Linked DNA regions of Zea mays: all the other regions are linked to region 1. A link is a contact called in public Hi-C data. All regions are on one chromosome and are shown on one strand. Each heading gives the region's core, a stretch centred on a gene start, on an enhancer-like site or on the middle of the called end of the contact. The rest is flanking DNA. Distances are from core to core; before and after follow the strand shown. Region 1 holds the start of LOC109939996 (protein Brevis radix-like 2). Region 2 holds the start of LOC100283763 (transcription factor GT-3b). Region 3 holds the start of LOC732837 (vitamin E synthesis4). Region 4 holds the start of LOC100193866 (DNA topoisomerase 2). Region 5 holds the start of GRF1 (growth-regulating factor 1-like).

What was found. A called contact is a pair of places that touch in the nucleus more often than the background predicts.
Region 2: a Hi-C map of endosperm shows a contact between it and region 1, with 2.3 times the contacts expected there. The contact joins the promoter of LOC100283763 here to the promoter of LOC109939996 in region 1. A contact is called at or near these places in 4 of 25 Hi-C or Micro-C datasets (ear, endosperm, leaf and 1 more).
Region 3: a contact with region 1 is called in a Hi-C map of ear, with 1.9 times the contacts expected there. The contact joins the promoter of LOC732837 here to the promoter of LOC109939996 in region 1. A contact is called at or near these places in 3 of 25 Hi-C or Micro-C datasets (ear, endosperm and leaf).
Region 4: a Hi-C map of tassel shows a contact between it and region 1, with 1.7 times the contacts expected there. The contact joins the promoter of LOC100193866 here to the promoter of LOC109939996 in region 1. A contact is called at or near these places in 2 of 25 Hi-C or Micro-C datasets (leaf and tassel).
Region 5: a Hi-C map of leaf shows a contact between it and region 1, with 2.4 times the contacts expected there. The contact joins the promoter of GRF1 here to the promoter of LOC109939996 in region 1. A contact is called at or near these places in 14 of 25 Hi-C or Micro-C datasets (bundle sheath, ear, endosperm and 6 more) and 1 of 3 datasets of contacts at active chromatin or transcription factors (leaf).

What each region holds. Positions count from the first base shown.
Region 1 is chr5:208,089,498-208,093,370 of Zm-B73-REFERENCE-NAM-5.0, reverse strand. It overlaps LOC109939996 (protein Brevis radix-like 2), which reads left to right and starts at 2,064. Exons shown (of 7, transcript XM_020538657.3): 1 at 2,064-2,512; 2 at 2,916-3,059.
Region 2 is chr5:208,494,807-208,498,679 of Zm-B73-REFERENCE-NAM-5.0, reverse strand. It overlaps LOC100283763 (transcription factor GT-3b), which reads left to right and starts at 1,943. Exons shown (of 2, transcript NM_001156662.2): 1 at 1,943-2,108; 2 at 2,227-2,875. The coding sequence starts at 2,301. The coding sequence ends at 2,750. It overlaps LOC100382871, which reads right to left. Exons shown (of 2, transcript NM_001357055.1): 2 at 917-3,873. The coding sequence ends at 3,185.
Region 3 is chr5:208,425,931-208,429,803 of Zm-B73-REFERENCE-NAM-5.0, reverse strand. LOC732837 (vitamin E synthesis4) reads right to left here and starts at 1,988. Exons shown (of 6, transcript NM_001112444.1): 1 at 1,553-1,988; 2 at 1-161. The coding sequence starts at 1,919.
Region 4 is chr5:207,805,039-207,808,911 of Zm-B73-REFERENCE-NAM-5.0, reverse strand. LOC100193866 (DNA topoisomerase 2) reads left to right here and starts at 2,041. Exons shown (of 21, transcript NM_001359309.1): 1 at 2,041-2,647; 2 at 3,244-3,536; 3 at 3,640-3,706; 4 at 3,789-3,873. The coding sequence starts at 2,099. It overlaps LOC103627591 (Tudor/PWWP/MBT superfamily protein), which reads left to right. Exons shown (of 4, transcript XM_008647895.4): 4 at 1-587.
Region 5 is chr5:208,353,968-208,357,840 of Zm-B73-REFERENCE-NAM-5.0, reverse strand. It overlaps GRF1 (growth-regulating factor 1-like), which reads left to right and starts at 2,104. Exons shown (of 5, transcript NM_001112551.1): 1 at 2,104-2,221; 2 at 2,339-2,556; 3 at 3,276-3,723. The coding sequence starts at 2,115.

The sequences.
Region 1 (3,873 bases), core at 815-3,314:
AACGTCCCCAAATAGGTACTGGGAAGCAAAACGCGTCCAAGACGTCTGGTCGGCTCAGCAGTGCCGACCCTACTATTGATCAGTTTCTTGCTAAATATAAGAAATAGGTAGCCATGGCCGACGAGGATACAATTCTAAATGGCCTCTATGTATTATGGTTCTATTAAATTGTTATATTGTTTGATCACAAGAGCCGATAAATTACATCAGGCTAGAGTTCATATTTTGGGAACAAGACATGTTGTGTAATCTATTGTTCCCGAAAAGGCTGGTAGTACCAGGTGCTTTTAGTTCGCCAAGCTCTACCAAAATGCAGGAGAGCATGTGTTGAATATCATATTTGGCATCTGGGTACAGGCTCTGTGTGAGAGTCTCCATGCGGTTGCTACCGCTAGTTCATGTGTGTTTTAATACGGGTGATTCGGGAGTACCCGTTAACCGAACCTAAATTGTGGGGTACCCGAATTTTCTGAGTACTATAATATCTTATGCAATTTTCGATAAGACTTCTCAAAACCCAAAAAATTAATTACCTGAACCAAAAAATTCGGGTAACCCAAACACCAGCCGTACACCCAGGAGCTATCCGCGCGCATTGCGGATGGTTCGTCACCCTACCGCAGACGGTACGATGACCTATCGCGGACCGTTCGGTACCTCGCAGAGCCAAACTCAAGGACCTACACATCACGTGAAGGCATTAGGGTTCATTGCTAGTTGGCCCTAAAAAGATACCAATATCTGTAGTGTTATTTGTCTTGCATCTTATCCGCCGTCTCGTAGAGAGGTTCTCTAAGGTCTGGATCCCCGCTAGCGGGATCCATAGATCATTAGTGTTTGACCTAAAAAGACGTGAACATAAATAGACGAGTTTCTAGGTTGAGAACATTATTCGCTTAAACGGTCATTTAGTCTGTTCATACACTATTTATTTAAACGCTATATGATGGTACACAATTTTTTTTTATAATTGGTTTATCATGTTTTTATGGTTGTTTATCTGGTTAAGTAAACGTTTAGTCTGAATGAATAAACAATAAGTGTCTGGCTTACTGTTTAATGTCTATAAATCACGGTCTGATGGTACACTGTGGTAAGCAATTTTCAGCAGACCCTGTAAAGTATTGCGTAGATTGTTTGTTGAGTGGAGTTTGAAACAGAGAAATAGGCAGTATGGAGATATTCTAAATATTGAGTGTATTCGACATTATTGGGAACCAAGCGTGCATGTAGATGCCCTTCCCACGGTGGAGTCTTCCATTGGATTATTCTAAACTCCAATTTCCGTTTATGGCAACTGTACTACTTGTCACATCATCAACTGTTCTGCTTTGACACCGGGTACGCTGTACATGGAAACAATTGATGGATGACTGACGACCCAATACTAATACTTCCACGCGAACTGTTTGTTCCTCTGGCCAGTTCAGCGGAGGCTGTCTGGCTGTGGAGCGGATGTGCTAGCGAAGCTCTTTTTTCTTTGATCGGGCCACCAATCGATTCCATCAGTCGTCGTTAAGTGCATGCTGGAAATCGGAGGGGCACGGGAACAGTAGGTAACAGCATACGTAGCATGCATTACCATTTCCGGGCGGCACGGCACCCCAATCCACACCCCACACGGCGTTCGCATGATGGAACGCCGAGAACGCCCCGCGCGCACCCTCATGATGCTCCAAGATGATGCGGCCTAGCGCCTAGTGTGGGCGTGTGGCGCACCGAACCGAGCCATCGAAACCGTGCACCGGACGAGCCCGCGACGACACGGCGCATGCATCACCGCCGCTGCCCTACCACTACCACACACCATGACACCACCTCGCAGGATAGCTCGCAGCTGCAAAGCATGCAACCCGTCCCGTGAACCCTCGGCTCGGCCAGGCGGGCGACCCGCCCGCGGTGTGTGTGGCCTACGCCGCCACGCAAGCAGGAAGAAGCATCGCTCGCTCCGCAGTCCGGACTGCTCCAATCCAGTGCCGGCTGGCGGTCCCCCGGCGGGCGATACGGACGGCCCCGATCGCGTGGGGCCCGCTCCACCCTGCAGCGCCATGTATAAATACACGGGGACAGGCTCGGTCCGCGCGTGGTCTCGCTCGATTTCGGGGGCGCGGATCAGACGGCGGGGAGCGAATCCGGGGCCCAGTTCCCGCACCTGCCTCCCTCACCCTCCACTCCACCCTCCTCCACTCCATCCACCTCTCCCTCCCCTGCGCCGCTGTTGATCTCGGAGCAACAAAAAAAAAAGAACAAGGGGAAGAAATCTCCTCCCCCGTGCTGTTGCCGTCTGTTTGGCCTCGACCGCGGACCGCCCGCTACCATCCAAAAGGCGGCGGCAGGCTGCTCTGCCCACTCGGTGCCGTTGTCGTCGCCCCAGCCAGCGGGATCTTGCTGCTCCACCGCCGCCTGCCGCTGTTTTCCTCCATTCAGCTCGCGCCTGCTCCAGATATCTGACCCGGGAGGCGGCGGCGGCAGGCAGGCAGGGAGCCAACCCGGGAGAAGAAGGCCAGGGAAGGTAATGGGGGGGGGACTTCGCGACTTCTTGTTCTCATGGCAAGATCTTGCTCTTAGAGCATACTAGCATTGGGGCCTCGTTTGCTCTGCTTCTCTCTACTCGTTTCTCGATACATTGTTTCTTTTTGTGTATGTGTGCCTTTATCTCTGTGCTGCTCCGTTGGCTGTGACATGATGCTGATCATCAAGATCTCCGACCCTTTCTTTCTTGGGTCCATCCGGGGGGGCCGCGGGGCAATCACCATTGTTTCCTGCTGTCGCCTTTTGATCTGGCGTGGACACCCTTGCCCGGCAATGAGTACTCGCTTGCTCCTTTTTATCGACACAGGATTGCTTGTTAATCTGGCGCGCCTCACATGTGTTCGCCGGCTTGCTCATATGATCGGCCTCTCTCTCTTTTGCAGGTGTTCATCACTTGAGCTCATATCATCGTCAGAGGCAGGCAGCAGTAAGCAGATTCCGCTGTTGCTGAGCATTGTCGTCGTGGGCGTGGCAGGCCAGTTCGCGTGGAGACGGGGAGGGAACATCTGGTGTGCGTTTGCTAACCGGTAAGTTAACTGTGCCTAGCTTTGGCATCAACCACTGCCATTATTGGTTGCTAATCTCTGGGTAGCATGTTTATTGGGGAGGTTTGTCCCGGCTGATACAGAGAGCTGGTGTTTGCCAACAGTCTCCCAGTCACCGAACAAAAAATAAATAAATGAAAATTGCTGTGGCCCCTGCCCGCGCCTGCCTAAAAGCGCCTATTTATCCGGGCAGTATGTGCATCCTTGTTGCTTCTGCTCTCCTTGAGCCCCTTCTTCTCAATGGAAACAAAACAAAGGGGCTTTCAAAGCGCAAGGACCCACGTACTACCGTAGTTGGCTCCAAGTGTTTGTCAACTGCTAGCTAGGTGCTGCTGACAGCCATTTGTTGCTGTTGTTCACTGTTTCCTCACATGTTCTCCGGCCTCCGGCATCTATGTTCTTATTTACTCTTGCACTTCACTCGCCCTGGACTCTGGTTCAAGATCGGAGTCAATCAATACGCATCGAAAGAGATCTAAGCAGAACGCTCTACGTACATAAACTGCTCACTCGCTCTAGCAGCTCGAGAACCTCTCTACCGGCGCAGGCGTGCAGGTGCAGCAGCCAGCTTTGCTGCGATACTACTGTCACGTACCGCATCCGCATGCAACATCAATCAATCCGTCTATCCTTCTGCTTTGCCCTAGCTTCTCCGCCGTTCCCGTAGCCGGCCTTTGCCACCCCGCATTGACTTCGTGTTTCCTCGATGCATAGTGCCCCTACTCCCTAGCTCTTGCGAGCTATGGTATTTAGGTCGAGCAAGGCTCAGTGGGGACTGGGACAAGCATGCACAGAT
Region 2 (3,873 bases), core at 694-3,193, 410 kb before region 1:
CATATTTAGAAAGTAGTTCGATTTTGAATCTAGCTTTAGCGGCCCTGTCCCTATGAGATCTGCCTGATAATAAGGTTGAGAGCAGAGGATATGAGGGCGGAAGAAAAAAGGTCGGTCGATATGAATTATGGATGAGTGGTGGTCCGGTGACGCAATCTATGAGAAAGTTAGGTTCGACGGTGAAGGAGAAACTTGCGTCATACGTGTTTGACCTAGCTACCTCATTATGCTAGAAAATAAAAAAAGAGTGTGTTATACCTGGCTATCTCATTGTATGGGAAAGGTAAAAATAATCACGCTAGTGTGAAGAAATTGACGTCAACTGTATTTAGGGAGTTCCTACCGAGTTGCTAAATGTGGAGAGTAAATAGAGTTGAATAGCAACTAAGTAAATTTAGCAAGTCTATTTAGAGAACCATTGGAGAAGCATTTTTCTGTTCACTTCTTAAATTTAAGATTTAGAGAGTTATTTAGAGAACTATTGAAGTTGCTCTTTAGTTATTAGTTCTCTAAAAAAGAACTCCTCATACTCAGATTTAACAAGTTTCTAAATAAATATTGGAACAAAAACAATCTTAGCATCGAACGGTTCCCGATTCTTAGGTTGTTAAATATTTTTAAATTATGTCAACTTAACTTTTCTAGTTATTTCTAGTTATTGCGTGTAGCTTTAGATTTGATTTCATCTGTATGATAAAGCTTAATAATCATTGTTCTTCTCTTTACTATTTTCATTCGGTATGAATCGTTGTCGTTCACTTTCCTCTAAAATTTTAGATGGGTCATCTTCAGACTTGTCAGACGAAAATGATGAATTCATCTTTTCTGCAGATCATATCATTCAAAGTGCATCACTTGTGTAAGAACACGAATTCGATGGCGAACAAACAACTTCCAAGTCTCGGACTAAAAGAGATATTTAGAAAGTTTGTACCTTTGAGGACCTCATCTAAAGAACTGTTTGAGCATAGCTGATAATTACAGCACTCTAAATTGATTTTAGAAAGATTTGTTTTTTTTTTGGAACCAGTGAAGATGCTCCAAAAGCCTATCGGATTGGACATTGGAGTAGTGGCACTAACGCCTGACCGGGTGACGGGGGCAGGGCCGCAGGGCGCTGCGCGAATCTGCAGAAAAGCGCCGGATGCCTCTGCACTGCACGGCACCCTTGCAGGATTCGGCTGCTCGATCTGTCGTACTGCCGCAGCCGCTGCCAACACGCATGTGACTAGCTAGCTGTACCGTGACACCGTCACCTGCACATCAAAAAAATGGCCTCATCAGTGTGACGCCCGCTCCTCCTCCACTGGAAAGGGTAAAAAATGCTCAACAACGACCGGGCCGGGCGGCGCGTTCCAGCTGACAGCGATCGCGCTGCTGCTGGTGCGTGCACGTCATCGCTGTCGTGCGAAGGCGCGCGGCGGATTGCGTTGACGGCCGCCATGCTCCGAGCCGTGCTGAACGAGAAGAGGTCACGGGTCAATATAATGTCGCTAGCCGCTGCAGACCGGCCTGGAAACAAACAAACAAACAAGAACTGCGCGTCGCGAGATCTCCCATCGGCGGCATTCCTCCATACGGTCGCAGTACGGATCAACATGTCGGGGGCGACCACGGGGATCCAGGATGACGTGGCGAGCTGCACTGCCCCTGCCCGTGTGGACAGCAGCAAAGCCATTCACATTGCTGGGGACGTGTGAAACGGTGAATTTGGAGCGTCGAGGCGGTCGGGAAGTGTCAGAAAGGCGATGAAAAACACGAGACGGGGGAGAGAGAAAAAAACGACGGGCGCTGCTGCTGCATGCAGGCCGCTGTCTGTCTAATCCCGTCTCCCGGCCCGGGTCGTGCCAGACGCCCCCCACGCGATCTCGCCTTCCACATTCACCAGCACCGGCAGCACGTACGCGTTTCCTTTATGTACTCGCGCCGCTCGTGGGACTGCAAAATCTGACGGCGCGCGGGGAGCCAGGACCAGGAGACCGAGCGAGTGCTCATCGCAGCTCGGGGGCACGCGCAGCAGCAGCCAGATCAGCAGCGCTGCATCCCCGACCCCGAGTACTCAAGGAGCGCTAGCGAGGACGAAGAGCCTCATCGGACGCCACAACAAGGTCAGTCTCGTTCCATGCTCTTCCTGCGCATTCACTTGGTTGCCGAGAATCGCAACAGGATCGGTGCGCCCATGTTTGTCTCTCTAAGCCTGTCACTAAAGACCGTCATTTTCACCAGGGATTCGCGCAACATCTGGAACAGACGGCAGCCGTTTCACTTCCCTTCCTCAGAGGAGGAGTCGCAGCAGAGACATGCAGAGCCAGCAGCAGCTCCAAGGGTCCGAAGCGGTCCAGGCTCCCGGTAGAAAGAAGCTGAAAAGGCCGGCCGGTCCGTCGGGACGCGAGGAACCTGACGACGGCGGCGGCGGCGACGACGACGAGCCGCCCCGACGAAGCAGGAACACGAAGGACGCGCAGACGTCGACGTCCGCCGTTCGTGGCCTGCTGCGCGATTTCTTCGAGCAGCAGCTGCGCTTGGACGCGCAGCGCCAGGAGACGATGGAGAGGAGGGCGCGGGAGCGGCTGTTCTTCGAAGACCAATGGCGGCAGTCGATGCAGAGGATAGAGCAGGAGAGGCTGATGCTGGAGCAGGCGTGGGCGGAGCGCGAGGAGCAGAGGAGGATGAGGGAGGAGGACAGGGCGGAGAGAAGGGACGCGCTTCTCACTACCTTGCTCACCAGGCTCCTGCAGGGAGACCTCTAGTCCATCGCAGATCCGGCGAGAGATTAGGATAGAAAATCAGGATAGATTGTAGTTGACTAGGATTGCTTCGTTCATATACTTCTTTACATGGAAATAATGTTAGCTGACTGCAGGTCAATTGTTAAGTTCTAGGTTGCAAAGTGGCATACTAGAATACGCTGTCGTAATCGTAACTGACTCTTCTGGAGATGACGCATCTTCAGCTGGAAATCATGGAACCCAACAAACTAATGGGCAGCAAAAACTGAACATCTGTGCAAATCCAGGTACAATAACAAGGGAATCCACCAAGCTACTCATATCTCTCTCTGCTCACGACTGTCTATAGTACAATACTGCAACCACAGACGATCAGCTGGAAAGGTGATAGATCAATCTGGGCGACAGGTGTTAGTAGGAAAGTAATGTAGACAACTTGTGAACAAAGTCTATCCTCACTCCTCACTTTCTCTACCATGCCTCTGCGTATCACTCTCATAATATGTATAGTCTTGCAAGCCATCAGAACCTACATTGTGGCTTTCCTCGGTGGAACTAGCAAAACTGTCCAGTACATAAGTTTCGACTATTTTCCAGAAAGAGTCGGCATTACATCCCTGGAAACCTATCCAAAAGAATCTCCCTTTCCTCTTCACTTTACATGCTAAAGATTGTTGTGCTTGCAAGGACTTCACAATTCTCTCAACACCACCAGTGTCCCCGCCACTGACCTTAAGAACAATATCACCCGATTGCAGTCTGACGCCCCCAGACATGAACCAATATGCCAGAACCCGTGGGGAAAGCCACCTGTGGACAAGTTTTGGGAGAACAGGCTGGCCTTTCTGAAAGAACTGATCTGCAAAGAAACCGAAATGTGCATGAGGTATGGTTGAAAATCGATAAGGGATCTCGCTCTCCCTATTCAGTGATCTGCATGCTGAAGGCAGCCATTCGAAGAAACGTTCGTGAATATGCACCCTTAGAGCTGAGTGAGCATGAGAATCTTCCTGGAACTTAAAATTGACGATGTAGACCCCTTTCTGTGCATGAGATTCTATCTGAGTGCCTCCAAGGAGCAAGCCAATCAGAATCTCACGCTGCTCTTCATCCAACTTCATGCTCACAGGTTTTGGTGGCTTGA
Region 3 (3,873 bases), core at 739-3,238, 340 kb before region 1:
CAACCCCTGCGCTGCAGCGAGAGCATTTCCTCTCTCGGCTTGAACAGGGCTCAACGTGATCCCAGTGCACTGCGCTCCGTATTTCTTCGCCAAGTACCTTGAGCTACCACCAATGCCACATCCGACATCGACTATTGTTTTTGGTGTCTTCTCTGGATCATCTGCACGCAAATAAAAAAAAACAGGAAACCTAGTAAAATACGAAGTATGCAGTACAGTGCGTCTACATCAGGATAGAAATTGTGGTTGCCGACTTAAGGGGTGTTTGGTTGCCCTGCTAAAGTTTAGCCCGGGTCACATCAAGCGTTTGACTTTTAAATAGGAGTATGAAATATAGACCCAACCAACTGGACTAGATTCGTCTCGTCTTTTAATCTTCGGCTGACAAATTAGTTTTATAATCCGACTACATTTAATACCCGGAACGGAGGTTCAAACATTCAATATGACAGGGGCTAAATTTTAGTTTGGGGTAACCAAACACCCCCTTAGAGAGAGAGAGAGTAAAGACAGTAAGACACACATGCGTACATACATACTATCTCTGAGCGAGAAACCTTAACAACCGGAGTACAGTACCGGACAAACAGGACAAAGGATGAAAGGGGCAGGAAGCCAGGAAAGCAGGTGGAATAAATAGAAATAGCGTAGTGCCGTGCCGTACCGTGCCCCGTGACTCCGTGAGTCTTTGGACAAAGGGCCAATTCCCTGTATGCCACTGGAAAATATACTCATTCCTTGTATGCCACTGGCCCCACATGTCATAGACACCAAAAAATATACCTATATGCCACTCAGTGGCACACAAGGGATGAGTATAAAATCTGATGGCATACCAGGAATTTTCTCTTGGACAAAAGACAGGGCCGTTTCCTAGCTTTGCGAGCCGGGACCCGGATTGGCCGGCCGCTTTCAACCAATCGGGTAGCGATAACCTGGGCGGTGCCGGTGGACACAATCACCCAAATGTGCGACTAGTACTCCTAATACGGGTCGAGGTTTTTTAATCATGACGAGCACCATAAAAAACAGGAGTTCAAATTACGATCCAGCACAAAATAATATGTGTATGACTGAGCCTCAAATTCCAGTCCATCAGATCCCAACATAGCCCGCACGTATGGGTCAAGCTTGGACCGACATGGCCTAATAAAGGTCATATTGCTTATAATTTCTTTAATTTAGTAAGTTATAAAGTTTATATGGTTGTAATATTTAAACTTCATGTTTGGTGCTTACGTTGTTTATTGTCTTTAGTTTAGTAAGCTATGTACTTCGTGTGGTTGTAGTATTTAAATTTTATATAGTTTAAATATATGAATCGGGTTTGGGTCGGTACAGCTCAACAAAGTCACAGCATATTTTAGGTCCAGAATAAGTCACTGTTTCTACTCTTCTGCTCTTTGAGCTGTCATGAGTCATGACACGATCCAAAAAAAAAAGTTTTAGTGCTTCTGGGCCAAGCCCATTTAGCTCAAACCACTATGGACTCGGGCGAGCCTGAGCCCAATTCTCATCACTATGTACGACCAGGATACGGGCGTAGACGCACCTGAGGCTGGGACACCGGCGAAGGCGAGCGCCTCCTCGATCATGCGGATCTGGGCGCGGCGGTGATCGGCCATGGAGGCGGCCTCGCTCGAGTCGTAGAAGCCGTGGTGCATGTGGTCGCCCCAGATGTTCTCCCACAGCCCCGACGACTCGTCGTACAGCCCCGCGATGCCCTCCTTCAGACCCGGCGGCGCCGTCGCGGGGGCCTGAGCCGTCGACGAGGCCATCGGACGCAGGCTGACGACGGCGCGTCGGAGACGGCGGGAGTGGCGCGGGACGTGCGAAGGGGCGCGGTAGTGGCTGCCGCGGCGGCAGGCTGCGAGGCTCCTGGAGGACTGGGAGCAATGGAGCAGCGCCGCGTGAGCCATTTGCGGCGCCGGGATGCGCGATATTTAAAAGAGGCCGAGGCGAGGGGTCTGGGCTGTGGTGGCTGTGTGTGCGCGCACCGCGGCACTGTTTCGTAGCCTAGTGATAAAGTAGAGGTGCCGGCAGGGAAATGGACAACGTGGTGCCCCTTGTCCCTTGAATATCCATGCCCCACGTGGCCGTGTGAATTTGCTGAAAATGTGAAATGAAAAATCCTAGTTTCGTGCTATCTCCGTTATGAAAAATTGTACAATACTAGTTTTTAATCAAACTATTCAAGGGTCTCCTTTTGGTGTAGCTCCGATTTGGACTTTTTTATGATTCTTAATATAGAGCTATGCCAAATGGCCATTTAAAAACAACGCTTGCAAAGAGGGCTCCGAAACCAGAGTTGAGAAAACGCAGTGTTTTCTGATCTTCCTTACAGATTTAACGTAACTAGATAGTACAATATCCATGTTACGACGGCACACAATTATATTTGATACATATAAAAAATAAATTTAATATGAAACTGAACATATGGTTTATATTTCATATATTAAACCGACAAGAGCAAATGTTACATTTTAACTTAGTCAAAAGGCCAAGGAAAATATGAGTTGAAAAGAAGGCTGATCCTTTTTTATAGCTCGTTCGGTTTCCCATGATGTAAGTGCTTTAAAGTTGTAGAATTATACTCTATCTGTTGTAAATTAAAATCCAATTTCATTTTTAATAGATTTATACAATAATTAATGAATTTGTTTTCTACATTTGCCCAGATTCATACAACGAATATTAATTTGGTATGGACGGAGTAATAAATTGTCACTAGATTTATTTTTGCCAAACGTCTTTAGCTTCACAAGAGGAGCCAAAAGCCCAAAACTAGAGATACGGAGGCATTTTAGGATGGTCTAAAGCCCCACCAAACTAGCCTTTGAGTTTAACATTTTTATAATAAATACCAATATTTATGTCATTAACTATAAGTTTATATATTATAATATAATCTAATAATATCTATGCATCATATAGGTGCACTGTGCATATACGATATATGAGACTCCCATCACTTTTTAACAGTGACGGAGTACCCATTATGGCGCAATATAGCAGCTGCCATACCTCAAATTTTATATCTCACTTGAGTACTAAAGCATATGTGGAGTAGTGGTTGTGCTTTGGTCGATATATAATCCCTTCTGTTGGTCCGTTTTTCTTTCTTCTCCTAGCTACCAGGTACATTCCTGCAGTTTGCACCATTTTTTTCTTTTTATTCTACCAGAAACCAGGTATGTTGCCATACCTCATTTATTTTTTTTTGTCCTTCGCCACTGCTTTTTAACCGCCACGCAAGAAAATTGAGCTTCGAACAAACTAGTCTTCACCATCCATGTTGGGTAGGTATGCTATAGTGCAAGACTGTTGATGCAATCGAATCTGACCTGTTGGCACGGCAACTAGAACTTGCTAGAATAATCGAGAGTACTTCAGTTTTGATTTTGTTTTGTTCTGACATTTTAGCTAGCCAATGCAAAGAATGAATAAATTGATATAGTAGCAACGGTCAGTTAATGATTGAATAATATTCCTTGTTTCTTGCAGTCTAAACTTTGCATGGTATCTTTCAAAGTTTCTATGGCTACGTCTATCTTTATTAACCTCATATGTTTGTCTTGTCTACAAGTAGTATATGTTATGTTTCTGCATATCCAGTGATCTGGAGGCAACGACATTACATCTACCGTTAATGCCATTGTCTAATCTAAGCTGATTTGACGATTGTTTCTGTGCATCGATGGGGCATCTGGGTGAATGGTTTCAGTTAAAAGGGAAGAGATACTGGCTCTAATTAGAATGAAACGTTTATCTTTGTGAAGTAGGACTGCACCGAACTTATCCATGCATTGTTCATCTGACAGCGGTGCTAATTCTTTCTCGAAGAAGAAAAAATGTTATACAGAAGATGTT
Region 4 (3,873 bases), core at 792-3,291, 280 kb after region 1:
ATATGGTTGCTCTAAAATAACTTGGAACAGCTGAGCTCTTATTAGCAGTGGTAACCTGTAAAAATCAATAACGCTTGTGTATTTCTGACTGGAGACTGATCATGAATGCTTCAGAGCAGCTTGTGTATTTCTGACTGGAGACAGATCATGAATGATTCAGAGCAGCTGAGCCGTTGATACCATGAAGGGGTACTCTTTGATGTAGCTAGGAGTCTAGGACTGGTGGCTGTCTTTTGGTTTCGTCACAACTGTTTACTGTAAAGTACTAACTTAAGCATTTTAGGTGTCAATTTAGTTAAAACATTTGTGTCATCATATATAGCAATAGGTCATAGGTTTTCTAATGACATGTATAATCCCCCAATTATATCCTGATGTATCTGTTATTTGTTGTCGAGATGTAGTTGATTCAGCTGTATGTTTAGAAGCATGTGTATCTAGTCGATGTAATATATCAGAGCAAGTACTCCAACATCCAAATGGTGTAACAACCTAGTCATCCATGTGAAGATTCCTCCATAGACATTGTGAACAAAAAGATCATTCCATAAAATGCTGCGCTGAGCTACCGTTTACTCTGATTTTAACACTGCTGAAGCTGCAAATATGCACTGTTGCTACAGTATATATATATAATCTTATACATCCAGTTGCTGCGCTGCAGAAGCAAGCTGTGGAACGGCTTGATCTTCTCTCAATAAAATGCTGCATGACAGATTTTTATATAGTGATGCTTGTAACTAAGGAAACCTCCTAATGCTCCCCTTATTTTGATATTAATCTTGTTTAAGTTCAGTAATATGATAATAATGAGTATTATAGCGGTTGTCATTCAAAATTTCTGAATAAAATTTGAGGTTTGGATATTTCAAGTTCGAGTATCAAGTTACATGTTTTTTTCCGAGCCCTACCTACGGGGACAAGGATGGTGAGCCATTTTTCAACGGAGAATTCCCTGGTGCAATCCTAAGGAGTACTAATAGTCGTCACCGTAGAATTGTTAGGATCCACAAGTGTCATGGAGTAGGTTGGGCATGAAAGGAATGGGTGATTTAGAAATCAAATTTTGGTATAATCTATGCCCTTTATTTCTCTTAATCAAACATTTGATATGACAGGGACTAAACTTCAGTTGAGTGGAACTAAACAGCTCGTTAAACGGCCCCGGGGAGAGGAAGGGAAGGGGCAGGCGATGGCGACGCGAGTGAGGGGAGAAGGGAGGGGAAGGCAAGGATTACTGTGCGTGTGTGTGACGAGGAAGAAATGATGATCCAAATAACATTGATCATTTGATTTAAGTGAGTAAAAGAGAAGAAAATTATCTAGCGATTTGAATCGTTAGTTGAGTGTGTGTAGGTGTAATTCGTTCGATGAATTTAGAGGATGTTATGGGTGTAGAAGTGATTGTCCATCTCCAGCAGCTTACCTATATTCATACCCATATTCAAACTACACTCTACAAACAGTGTAATCTACAATATAAAATGATGCAAAACAGTGTTTTAGTGACCATATAGGTGTAATGTACAATAGTTCATCTATATAGTAAAAAACACTTTTTACACAGTAGATTGTATTGTTTGTAGAGTATATTTTGAATAGGGATACGGTTATGGATGGTCTGTCCCGCAGCTTAGTAAAAAAATTCTCTGTCCACGGCTCGCTGTCGCTGGAGCCTGGAGCGTCAGGGTCAGACAGAAGACTGGACTGTGGATAGTGGATATCCGCTGTTCAATCTCCACCGTCCGTTCCCCAGCCCGCCGCGTGACTCCCGCACCCCAAATTCAAATTTCGAATTCTAGGACCGTTGGCAGCACAGAGCCCTTGGGCTTAGGTAAACGAAAAATTGCTATTTTGTCACTCCTAGTTTAGACTCTATTCTATTATGTTATCTAGTATTCATCACGTGTGAGACCATATGTATTTATGATTTATGAGTGTGATAGTAAACTAAATAAGCTCACAACTAAGGCTGACAAAATAGCAAAATAGCTCTCGATAAACCCCCCAACCCCATCCCCCAACTCCGCACGCATCCGACTTGAAAGTTGAAACCCTAGTGCAGGCACACGACCTCCGTGTGCAACGCGTCGCCGCCATGGCGGCCCCCCTGCACTCCAGCTCCGGCCACAACGCCGCCGCAGGCGGCGGGGCCAAGACCATCGAGGAGATGTACCAGAAGAAAACGCAGCTGGAGCACATCCTGCTGCGCCCTGACACCTACATCGGCTCCGTGGAGAAGCACACCCAGGCGCTTTGGATATACGAGGACGGTGCCATGGTGAACCGCTCGGTCACCTACGTCCCTGGACTCTACAAGATCTTCGACGAGATCCTCGTCAACGCCGCCGACAACAAGCAGCGGGATCCCAAGATGGACGCGCTCCGCGTCGAGATTGACGTCGACAGCTGCTGCATCTCCGTATACAACAACGGCGACGGGATCCCCGTCGAGGTCCACCAGGAGGAGGGCGTCTACGTGCCAGAGATGATATTGGGCCACCTCCTCACCAGTAGCAACTACAACGACAACGAGAAGAAGACCACCGGCGGGAGGAACGGATACGGCGCCAAACTCACTAACATCTTCTCCACTGAGTTCGTCATCGAGACCGCCGATGGGCGTCGCCAGAAGAAGTACAAGCAGGTGACAAGTTTTGGCTGTCTCTTGGGCGCTCTTCAAATGGGCGTTTTACCCTTTTGGTTTGTTATATTTCCTGTGTGGATGTGTATTGAAATGGGGTAGATCTGTCAGAACAAATTCGCAACTAGAATGTTTTGCTTTGGGTTCCATAGTCCTGTTGACCAGACAAATGATTATTAGAACTAAGTGCCTTGTGTTGTCAGTTTCGAATCTGGTGGATAAAGCATTCGAGTGTAGGTTGGGATTTAATAATTCTACTAGGCGTGCACATTTTTTCAGCAGTTCAGTATATCTGCTCTTTGTTGTTTAGGAGTGAATCGATTCATAGATTTTGTCCTAAGAACACTTAAGATTCCTTTTCAATTTAATACTGATCTCTAATTGTTTTTGTGATACGCGCTATTTTTTTTACGGAATTTCATCTTAAATTGTTGTAGCATTGGTGAGTAAGGTTATGGCTCAATTGGTCACTAGTTTAAAGCAACATTTATAGGGTCCAGATGGCATGGTCAATATGAATTGATCTGCACATGTTAGGGGATAACCATTCTAGATGTCAAGATACAGAGTGTGAAGTTTCTTCTTGAATTCAAATCCAGGTTTTCTATGAGAACATGGGGAAGAAGTCAGAGCCCCAGATTACCAAGTGCAAGCAGGGCGAGAACTGGACCAGGGTCACTTTCAAGCCTGATCTTGCCAAGTTCAACATGACCCATCTCGAAGATGATGTTGTAGCCCTCATGAGGAAGAGAGTTGTTGATATGGCAGGCACTCTCGGCAAAACGGTGAAGGTCGAGTTGGATGGCCAGAGGGTGCCCATAAAGAGCTTCTGTGACTATGTCGACCTGTATATGAAGAGTGCTAACTGCGACAGACCTGATAATTTCAAAAGGTTTGTATTAATTTTCTACAGACAAAAACTTTTGGTAGTGGGCACACAAAAAAATGTGGGTTGTACTTGTATCTGATCATTCACACTGGGTTTATTCTTTCAGGATTTATGAGCAAGTAAATGATCGGTGGGAAGTGTGTGTTAGTCAAAGTGAAGGGCAATTTCAGCAGGTAATAATGGGTTATGTGTTATGCTAGAGCAGCTTCTTAAGTTGTGGTTACACTTGCATCCTAATCTGCTATGCCACTGCAGGTCAGCTTTGTCAACAGAATTGCAACCATACGAGGTGGAAGTCATGTTGATTATGTTACCAACCAAATTGCCAACCATGTGGTGG
Region 5 (3,873 bases), core at 855-3,354, 260 kb before region 1:
CAGAGGCCACTCTAAAGCCTACTTTGGATCAAAGGATAATTTTTCGAATAATGCATTTTTCCTGTGTTTTTAACTAATTCTTGTGAGGTTCCTATATATATCATTCTTGTGAAATTCTAGTGTTTCAACGGAAGCCTAAGTTTCGATGGGAAGAAAGGACATGTACTAGCAAGGAACCAAACTCCACGCATCATTCTTGCCTAGCCTTGCTTTATCGTGGCTACCTTGGACCAACAAAAGAACCAAGCAGCCCCAATGTATCTGATATGGAGCTAAAAATACAACCAACTCATATTATACGTTGGATGTTTTGACTGCACTTGAGATGTTGTAAGACTTTCGGTACGCTATACATATAGAGTTGAATATACAGTTGAAGACTGCTGCAGCGGTCAACTGTCTGATCTACTGTAAACTCTATGAGGAAATCGGAAACGCTACTTCCAGAGTAGTGTAACTCCGACTGGAAAACTGTTGCAGAATACGGATAGCCTGATCAGTTAGACTGTCGGCTGCGGAGTTCAACTGTTGCAGAGTTAGAAAGAAATGATAAAATATATAGTAGTTAGTATAGAGTTGATATATAGAGTAAACATGACTGTAGAGGATTGTAGTATAGGGTAGATAGTTTTGCTGACCAGGACAAGATATTCCTTTTAGAGTATGAATTTAGAGTAGTATGAGTGCGGATAGCCTAACTTTGTAAGTATTTTTAAAGCTTACTTTGCATACGGTCTTTGTGATCTACATCTTTACTATGGCTATTTCATGATAATAACTAGATGAGATATATGACCAATCGAGTTGTACATATATGTTTGGGTTTTAATTAAGGGCATAGTTAAAAGCACTGAGCTTTTAAGAAAACGATGTGGTTCTAAATATGGCAGTTTATGCTTTGGTTTCTAGAAACTGAATTTCTAGCATATTTCCGTACTATTCTTAGTTGGTTTGGATAGAAACTACGACGATTATCACCGCTCTGAGGCCTAATGGCCTATGCACTTGATTCTCTCCATGCCCACTCTGCCCTGTTCAAATGTTTAATTAATATTTAATTTAATAATTTTGAATTCAAGAATACGAGTTCAAGGTATATTTAAAATTGACATCAAAGAGAAATGAAATTAAAGCAATGATAGACTTGTCTTTGGGTGTGAAAAAAAGCTAGAAACTTATTTATAAAAACCCAATTCTAAACATGTATACCTAATTTTTATTATAAATCGGTTTTTAGATAGAATCGTAAAGCCCTTGATCAGAGCATCCAACGAGCCATGAGGCCATGACGGAAGAGCGGAAGTGCAGACGGCAACGGCGTTCCGCTTCATGCCGCACCCTCCAGTGTCCTGTGGCCTTTAAGTGCCGGCCTTGGGAACCGCGACGCAGACACAGCCCAAATCCGCAGTCACTCCTCCAACACGATGCTTGTCACCACCCTTGCTACAGTGCCTGCATCCATATCCACTCCGCTCGCGCAAAAAATATCCGAGTCGGAAACAAACAAAGCAGCATAGGAAACAGAAGAAAGCTGTACTAGTACGTGAGGACGAGGAGGGAGAGAGAGCAATACACAGAAGCCTGCTACCGTGCTACGGACTACCACAACGCCAGAGGGACAACCGGACAGAGGGGGAGGCAGGCCTCGCTTGTCATCTAGCTAGGTCAGCCGGGGACGGGGTCGGAGCAGTAGAGCTAAAGCCAGAGGCCAGGCTCGTAGTAGTACGTAGTAGTAGTGCCCTCCTCGTGTCATTTGGCCAGCCTTGTCCAGACGACCACACACACCAGATTACGCTTAACATTCTGTTTGACATCTAAAACCAGCCGGCTTGATCCAAATGCCTCCCTAGGTAGTAGCTTAGTCTTGCTCGCCGCCTCTCCGGGAGACGACGACACGCCTGATGAGTGCCTGACGTTCCAGCGCGAGGCAGACAGCGACGCAGAGAGAGACAAAGCGGGCAATAAAGGCAGCCGCGCGCGAGCGAGGGAAGGGAGCGAAGCAAAGCACATCACGAGCCCAGCCTGCGCCTGCGGAGGGAGGGGGCTCATTAAAGAGGGGGCGCGAGCGCGACCGGCCGCGGGGAGCAAGCAGCGCGCGAGAGAGACAGGTTGAGATGGCGATGCCGTATGCCTCTCTTTCCCCGGCAGGCGCCGCCGACCACCGCTCCTCCACAGCCACGGCGTCCCTCGTCCCCTTCTGCCGCTCCACTCCGCTCTCCGCGTAAGTATCCACCACCGTCGCTCATCGCTTCTTGGCTCGTGTAGTGTCGTCTCCCATTGATGCCCGTCTGGTTCGCGGTTGTGTTGTGACGACGTGGTGGTATGTGTGCTGGTGCAGGGGCGGCGGGCTGGGCGAGGAGGACGCCCAGGCGAGCGCGAGGTGGCCGGCCGCGAGGCCGGTGGTGCCGTTCACGCCGGCGCAGTACCAGGAGCTGGAGCAGCAGGCGCTCATATACAAGTACCTGGTGGCGGGCGTGCCCGTTCCGCCGGATCTCGTGGTTCCAATCCGCCGCGGCCTCGACTCCCTCGCAACCCGCTTCTACGGCCAACCCACACGTACGTACGGCATTTCCCTCCCTCTCCTCTCGGCGCCCTGCCAGACTCCATCTCCTTCCTGTACTGCGTCCGGGGTGCTTGGCTGCTTGCTCCCTCCCCGGGATCCTGACTCTTTGTTTATTCCAGCCAAGCGTACTTTGCCTCCATTAGTTAATTTGCTCCAGTCATTTGTTAATCCCTGGTGCGCGATTCAAGAACCGTGCGCGTGTTTCATACAAGACCCCCGATTTGCTCCCGGAAAGTTTCTGTTTTTTTAATCCGAGCTGATTCATCAAATGATGAGGCAGAGCTAGCTAGGTAGCTCGTCATTTCGTGCTGTTTTGATTTGATACCGAGCTTAGTAGTTGTTGGAATAGAGGTTAGAATCAGTAGCACGCATCGTTGTGGCTCAATAGTACGAATACTTTTCTTTTGCCATTTATTTCCTCTCCTTCTGGCTTCTGGATGATCAATACTACGTAACTGTGAGAGGTCGCCCCCTCGGCAGCAAGCAAATTCATTGAATGCAATCTGCAGCAGCTCTCCGCTAGCTGCTCGCCATTTCGTCCGACTGCGCCTGCATCGGTACTGTCCTGTACTACCAAATGGCAATCCATTTGGACACTGCAGATCCAGATGCACGCGTAGTTGCTGCGTACATGCAGATGCACGATGATAAAAGCAAACGCACAAGTGATGCTTAAATACAGCGTCTGATTTTCTCGGCGTGATCTGTGCAGTCGGGTACGGACCGTACCTGGGGAGGAAACTGGATCCGGAGCCCGGCCGGTGCCGGCGAACGGACGGCAAGAAGTGGCGGTGCTCCAAGGAGGCCGCCCCGGACTCCAAGTACTGCGAGCGCCACATGCACCGCGGCCGCAACCGTTCAAGAAAGCCTGTGGAAACGCAGCTCGCGCCCCAGTCCCAACCGCCCGCCGCCGCAGCCGTCTCCGCCGCTCCGCCCCTGGCAGCCGCCGCCGCCGCCACCACCAACGGCAGCGGCTTCCAGAACCACTCTCTCTACCCGGCCATCGCCGGCAGCACTGGTGGTGGAGGAGGAGTTGGCGGGTCCGGCAATATCTCCTCCCCGTTCTCCTCGTCGATGGGGGGATCGTCTCAGCTGCACATGGACAGTGCTGCCAGCTACTCCTACGCAGCTCTTGGTGGTGGAACTGCAAAGGATCTCAGGTGACTATTCTTTCCCTTTTCTTTTATTTCCTCTCCAGTGACCAATGCTATCCTGTTTTTCTAACAGTGCTATCGATTTTAACTGATTGGCGTCAGATGGCCACACATGCTATAACATTTTACCGATGATCGTTCACTAATCTCTGTCTG